Regions from separate parts of the Sus scrofa genome. Here region 2 is linked to region 1. The links are chromatin contacts, called in public Hi-C maps. All regions are on one chromosome and are shown on one strand. The core of a region is the stretch at or near the end of the contact, and the rest is flanking DNA. Distances in the headings are between cores, read along the strand shown. Region 1 overlaps ALDH7A1 (alpha-aminoadipic semialdehyde dehydrogenase). Region 2 holds the start of LMNB1 (lamin-B1).

Region 1 (3,361 bases), core at 581-3,080:
GCAGATGCGGCTTGGATCACTCGTTGCTGTGGCTGTGGAGTAGGCCCCTGGCAGCTACAGCTCCAACTTGACTCTTAGCCCAAGAACTTGCATATGCCACGGGTACAGCCCTAAAAAGCAAAAAAAAAAAAAAAAGAAACAAAAAACAAAAACCTCCCTAAAGGTTAATCAATTAAAATTTAATGTGACTTCATTTTCTCTAAGTCGTCTCAATTTTTTCAACACTCAACTAGAGAAAAGAGAGACAAAATCTTACCTTGAATTTAAAGACATAGAGAATTGGGGCAAATGTCTCTGTGTGTACAATGGATGCACTGTGGTCAAGACCTGTTACAATTGTCGGTTCTACATAATTTCCAGGGCGATCCATAACCTGCAGTAGAGAAACGAAATAAATCCAAAGAGAGCATTTTGTTTTCTGGTACTTGGGGGTCAGAGGATACCATTATTTGCCTGTACTTAGGAGAAAAAAAATAAATGCCATTTATAAGTGAATTATTTCTCCAAAGTAAATTCCCATCATGAAAGAAAATTTTCTGTTTCCTACTGGTTCTAACTTGGTCAGAACCAAAAAAAGAGAGAGTTAAGGATAGAGAACTGGACCAGGTATCATGATCAAGTCACACTGAAAAAAACAGTTACAGGTAGATATTTTTGAATTTATATAATCTAAAAAAGCGTTCATCTGGAGCTCCCATTACAGCGCAGCAGTAACGAACCCAACTAGCATCCATGAGGATACAGGTTTGATTCCTGGCCTCACTCAGAGGGTTAAGGATCTGGCGCTGCTGTGAGCTGTGGTCCAGGTTGCAGACATGGCTCAGATCCTGAGTTGCTGTGGCTGTGGTGTAAGCTGGCAACCGCAGCTCCAACTTGACTCCTAGCCTGGGAACTTCCTTATGTCCCAGGTGTGGCCCTCAAAAAAAAAAAAAAAAGACAAAAATAAATAAATACCCACTATGTTATAAACTGTACTGTATTCTCACTCTCCATTCCCCCAAATTCTTATTTTAAAGTCCTAACGCCTCTAGTGTAACTAAATTTGGAGAAAGGTGGAGTTACCGTCATGGTGCAGTGGAAAGGAATCTGACTAGAACCATGAGGTTTCAGATTTGATCTGTGGCCTTGCTCAGCAGGTTAAGGATCCTACACTGCTATGAGCTGTGGTGTAGGTCGCAGATGCGGCTCAGATCTGGCATTGCTGTGGCTGTGGGTGTAGGCCAGCAGCAACAGCTCGGATTAGACCCCTAGCCTGGGAACCTCCATATACCTTGGGTGCAGCCCTAAAAAGACAAAAGACAAAAAATAATAATAATTGGAGAAAGGACGGTTACTGAGGTCAGGTTAAATGAGGTCATGTGGGTGAGGGCCAGTCAGACAGAACCAACATTCTCCTAAGAGGAGGAAGAAGAGACAGAAAGGACCTCGTCTCTCTACACAGGAAGCAAAGACCACGTGAAGACATGGAGAGAAGGTGGCCAGGCCTGCAAGCCAGGGACAAAGGCCTCCCCAGGAACTAACCCTGCCAGCACCTGGATTTTGGAATCAGCCTCCAGAACTGTATGACAATAAATTTGTTGTTTAAGCCACCTCGTCTGTGATATCTTGTTACGGCGGCCCTAGCGGAGTAACACATATTAATACAGAAATCCAAAGCTCCAAAGGGCGTACTGCAGACAATTTCCTAACTAACCTCCACATAACCACATCACTAGTTGGTTTCTACTTCGCATCTATGAAATATTCTGACACCTGCGGCAAGCTGCTTGGCTAATGATCAGCTCTCCAGTGTGCCTGTTTAATTGTGCTCTCATCCTCTGACCTGTCTGTTTACCAAGAGTCATCTGTATCTACTTCCAACCCTGTGCATGGCAGCTGTTTTTGTTCTTCCAATATCGTATTGCATCATGTAACTTAAGTAAATATTACACAAAGGGGAAAAGTGAATTACTTTTAAAGATTAAATGCCTAAAAAACCACAACGTAAATAAGTAACAAAAAAACACATATATGCATGCACCCCCTCCATCCAATGAGATGCGGGTATGTCAGGGTTAAGAGACTAGGGACAAGGATTCTGCCCTCAGAGAGCTTTGCAAGAGACTCAGATCTCAGTGATTTTTAAACAAAGAGAAAATGACTTGTAGATAATAAACTACAGGTATAGCTTATTCAAGGACAAGGAAAAATTCCTACCAAACATGAAGAAAACACCTCGGATCTATATCTGAAGTCCAATAAATAGAGTGAATGAAATTCACATTTTACAGCAAGACAAGAAAAACATAAACATCAAAAATTTTCTCTGCCATTTGGCCTCCTCTTCCCCTGTACTGTGCATTGTGCATCTGTACTGTGCTTCAATCAAGCCTCCCCCATCGGCAGAAACATCTGCTAAACCATAAAGAGCAAATTCTTCCAGCATCTATAAGACAACGTCTTAAAAGATAACATTCCTTCTTGATCTCGTAAGGGGCCGCAATGACACTTAGACCTACATTTTGTATAGTGTCAGTAGTACGTCATTTCATGTACCGCCTTCAGTCTCAAAAAACTTACATTACTGTGTCTTGACTTCTAATAAGCAGAACAGTTTTTGAAGCTTTCTGAGATGCTATCCCAGGTTATAATCCTCCATTTGGCTCAAATAAAATTTTCCCTTTCTTTCTTAGATCGACTGATTAATGTTTTGTCAATAGTAATATGTGTTAAAAATGGGAGTTCCCGTCGTGGCGCAGTGGTTAACGAATCCGACTAGGAACCATGAGGTTGCGGGTTCGATCCCTGGCCTTGCTCAGTGGGTTAACGATCCGGCGTTGCCGTGAGCTGTGGTGTAGGTTGCAGATGCGGTTCGGATCCCGAGTTGCTGTGGCTCTGGCATAGGCTGGCAGCTGTAGCTCCAGTTAGACCCCTAGCCTGGGAAACTCCATGTGCCATGGGAGCGGCCCAAGAAATGGCAAAAAGACAAAAAAAAAAAAAAAAAAGTTTGTGTATGTATTTGGGGGGCAGAGGAGGTGGGGGGCAGCTGTAATGTCTTTTTTGACTCCTTGCTTTAAATGACTTTTAAAGTCACTGTTAAATACAGGTTTTTGTTTGGTTTCTTTTTTTTTTTTTTTTGGCTGCACCCAGGGCACTCGGCAGTTCCAGGGCCGGGGATCAAACCCACACCACAGCAGCAACCTGAGCAACAACAGCGACAACACCAGATCCTAAACTTGCTAGGCCACCAGGAAACTCCTAAATATGGATTTTAAATTGCTCTGAATATAGAGTCTGCTACTATACCATGAAAAGGAGGTTTCTCTGTTCTTCAAATCCCCAGGGACTCAATTTCAAAGGCAACCATGACTCAGTACATATC
Region 2 (3,361 bases), core at 436-2,935, 130 kb after region 1:
GAAAACCAAGCCATCGGTGTGGTGGAAAGAGCTTCAAGGAGAGTGGATTTACATCCCATTTTGGATTCTGCTACCTTGGACCCAGCACTCACCTTCTTTAAGCCTCATTTCTTTCTATGTAATTTCGATTTTTCAAGATCCTTTTCATTTATTAAAATTATTTTAATACTTATATACATCACCAACTTCACAACAGAACCTTTTCAACTCACTGTGAAGGAGGGAGGTATTTTAGATAACAGGGCAGGAAATAAAACCATTCATGAGAGTATCATGATCATAGAGTGCCTGGAAATTCATGGAGGATGATATGCAGCCTGGTGCCCTTCACTAATTCCTATGTACATGGCTACTATGTAAAGAACGTTCAGTCTTTATTTCTGCCATTATTAAAGTAACCTGTAATTATTCTACAGATGTGTCCCTAATAGGTTATGAGGTGCTCGTCTAGGTTATAGTTAAGGGCAAGGCTCTGGAGTCAAATGAAGCCGCTTGGGTTTCAGTGCAGTCCTGTGTCCTGCTCTGCTGTAAGGAAATTCATCTATTACATGGACACATTTTCTTTTTTTGGCCACCCCGGCTATGTGGAAGTTCCCTAGCCAGGGATCGAACGGGCGCCACGGCAGCGACCCAAGCACCTGCAGTGACAACTCCTTGATCCTTAATCCACTGAACCCAAGAACTCCCCAAGGATACATTTTCAAATGCAAAGACTCCAGTTCCCACATCAAAAGCAAGTGTGTGGACGGATAATTCAAGAAAAGCTCAGGTAAGGCACATAGACAATTTCAGTGTCAGCCTGAAAGTTAAAATGGATTCATGGACATTCTATTGGCATTGTTGTCAATTACATTTTAGGGATCCCTTTTTAAAGCAAAAGTCATTTCTACTTAAGTTTTCACAAGTTTAGATCTTGATGCATCAGATTTTACTGCAGCATGACAATAAACAGCATGTTTACTATCTGCTTAGTAACATGTTAATCGTATCACTTGTGAGGTGGTTTTGATTTTATAGCGCCCTAAATTGTTAAGAAATAGATGGATCAGGGACTGCTCATCAGCAGTTGGCGTTTCTGGGATCTTATCTGTCGGCTTGGCTGCAGGACACGCGTGCGTCAATTTGATGGGAGGAGGTGTTCTGATACACCATTTTCCCCTTGAGAGAAAAAAGGCTTCCCTTGGACCCCGCACGCAGTTGGTTTTGAACCTCGGACACCAGCGTCCATTACGTAACTCCAAGGCGGCCCGGCCTCCAGGCAGTTTTCCGAACCCTCTCCGCGGGGCGGGGTATAAGGTTACAATGCCCGCGGTCGTCCCGGCCTCTACGAGTTTTGCGCGTGGCTGTTAGAGACGTTTACTTTTGAATTTCCCTGAACCGCCGGGTGTGGGCGGCGGCTCGGACCCGCCCCGGAAACCTCTGGGCTCCTTCCCGCCATCCGCTGGCCCGGCCCCGCCGGGGGTCCCCGCAGGGTGGTGGGGAAGACCAGGCCGGCTCAGGGCCCCGGGCCGCCGCGCGAGCAGTCCTCGCCGCCCCTCCCCGCCGCCCTCAGTCCTTCCCCCGCCACGCCCAGCCAGGCGCTCACAGACCCGACAGTTGCCAGAAGGCATGATTTTGAATTTACAGGCCCGCCCCCTGCTGCTGGCTCCCCATTGGCCAGTGACGGTCACGTGAGGTATCAGAGCGCGCCGGCCATCTTGGGAAGCGCGGCGCCGCGGTCCGCGCCACCTCCGCCCCCGCCCGCCCCTCCGCCCTCCTCCCCCCGCCCGCGGCTCAGCGCCGTTTGAGAGGAAACAAAGTGCTGCGGGCGGGAGACTCAGCGGCGGCGGCGGCGCGCGGATTCTGCTCGGCCATCCCGGCCACCCTTGCCCCGTATTTCCCGAGCGTGTGTGTGCGCGCGTGTGTGAGTGTGTGCATGTTTTCTTACACAGGATATTTTACGACTGATTGATTTTGTAGTCCTCCCCCTTTGCCCTTTGTGCTGTAACCCCTCTCCCGCCATCCCAGGTGCTTCGTCCTTCCTCCTCACGCCGGTCTCTCCGCGAGCGTGGGTCGCCGGTTCGCGCCTTCTCTCCCGCTTCGGCCCCTGCCGCCCCTCTTATTCCCGTGCTGCCCACGGCCTCCGCGCCCCGCTCTCCCCGCCGATCGCCATGGCGACAGCGACCCCCGTGCAGTCGCGCACGGGCAGCCGCGCGGGCGGCCCCACCACGCCGCTGAGCCCCACGCGGCTGTCGCGGCTGCAGGAGAAGGAGGAGCTGCGCGAGCTCAACGACCGGCTGGCCGTGTACATCGACAAGGTGCGCAGCCTGGAGACAGAGAACAGCGCGCTGCAGCTGCAGGTGACCGAACGCGAGGAGGTGCGTGGCCGCGAGCTCACCGGCCTCAAGGCTCTCTACGAGACAGAGCTGGCCGACGCACGACGCGCGCTCGACGACACGGCCCGCGAACGCGCCAAGCTGCAGATCGAGCTGGGCAAGTTCAAAGCCGAGCACGACCAGCTGCTCCTCAAGTGAGTGCTCGCCTGGCGGCCGCGGTAACTCACACGAGGGGTGGGGGGCGCAGCTCGGGCGGGAGGGTGAAGGCCTGGGTGCCTACGCCCTTCGGAAAGGGCAGGGTTTCCATCTCCAAGAAGGAGGAAGAATCTAGTGTTTTTCAGCAGGCGCAGGGGTCCCGCAGGGGCCTCAAGTTGTAGCGGTGGTAAAACCGGGATGTACATTTCCCGATCTTGGGTTCCCTGTGGGACCCGGCGAAGTGCGCGCCTCTGACCGCGGAGGAGTAACGCCCGGCTTCGGGCCTCGGACTCCGGGATCCAGAAGGCTTTTGCGCGCCGAGGCCGGGCAAGCGCCAGGTGCGGGGAGGTGGCTTCTGGGCACGCGCTTAAATGCGCGCCACGGTTTCCGGCCGGACCGAGACAAAGCGTCTGGTGGGTTTGCGGGGCAGGAATGGCCGGCTGGGGAGGACGGGCTGCCGGCCTAGAGAATGAATGAGCTCTGCGCGGGCGGAGAGAGGAAGGGGAGGGACCTGCCTCTGGCGTCCTGGTCTCCCGGGGGTGGGTCTCGCTTTGGCGCGCTCAGTTTTGGCCCTGTGACTTTTTGCGATCCTTCTGCGCTTGCTTTGGGCTGGGAGGGAGGGGAGGAGTCAGAACTGCGCGCCACCGCCGGCTCCGGGCAAGTTGGGTTTTCGAGCTCCTTTAGCTTTCCCTGGGGAAAGATGTCTTTGCTGCGGAGACACACGCGGGCCCTTGGGTGCGTCTGTGCACTGGACTCCACAAGAGTTTTTGCATGTCGCTGCCACCGTTCTCCGATCGGCCGACTGCTTGCCCCCAACAGCAGCCCCCTCCCCTAGCTTTTGCACCACTAAC

The links. A called contact is a pair of places that touch in the nucleus more often than the background predicts.
Region 2: a contact with region 1 is called in a Hi-C map of liver, with 1.7 times the contacts expected there. The contact joins the promoter of LMNB1 here to the enhancer-like site in region 1. A contact is called at or near these places in 7 of 47 Hi-C or Micro-C datasets (blood, embryonic fibroblasts, liver and 3 more) and 1 of 2 datasets of contacts at active chromatin or transcription factors (alveolar macrophages).

The regions. Positions count from the first base shown.
Region 1 is chr2:129,671,206-129,674,566 of Sscrofa11.1, forward strand. It overlaps ALDH7A1 (alpha-aminoadipic semialdehyde dehydrogenase), which reads right to left. Exons shown (of 18, transcript XM_013995069.2): 14 at 257-373. Among named protein-coding and RNA genes, the nearest start is that of ALDH7A1, 37 kb to the right of the region's middle. Within about 2 kb of position 1,831, at least 1 of the 83 cell types and tissues checked has an H3K27ac peak or open chromatin away from gene starts, as enhancers often do. A contact at or near this core is called in liver, where this site is marked.
Region 2 is chr2:129,805,543-129,808,903 of Sscrofa11.1, forward strand. It overlaps LMNB1 (lamin-B1), which reads left to right and starts at 1,686. Exons shown (of 11, transcript XM_003123882.5): 1 at 1,686-2,509. The coding sequence starts at 2,151.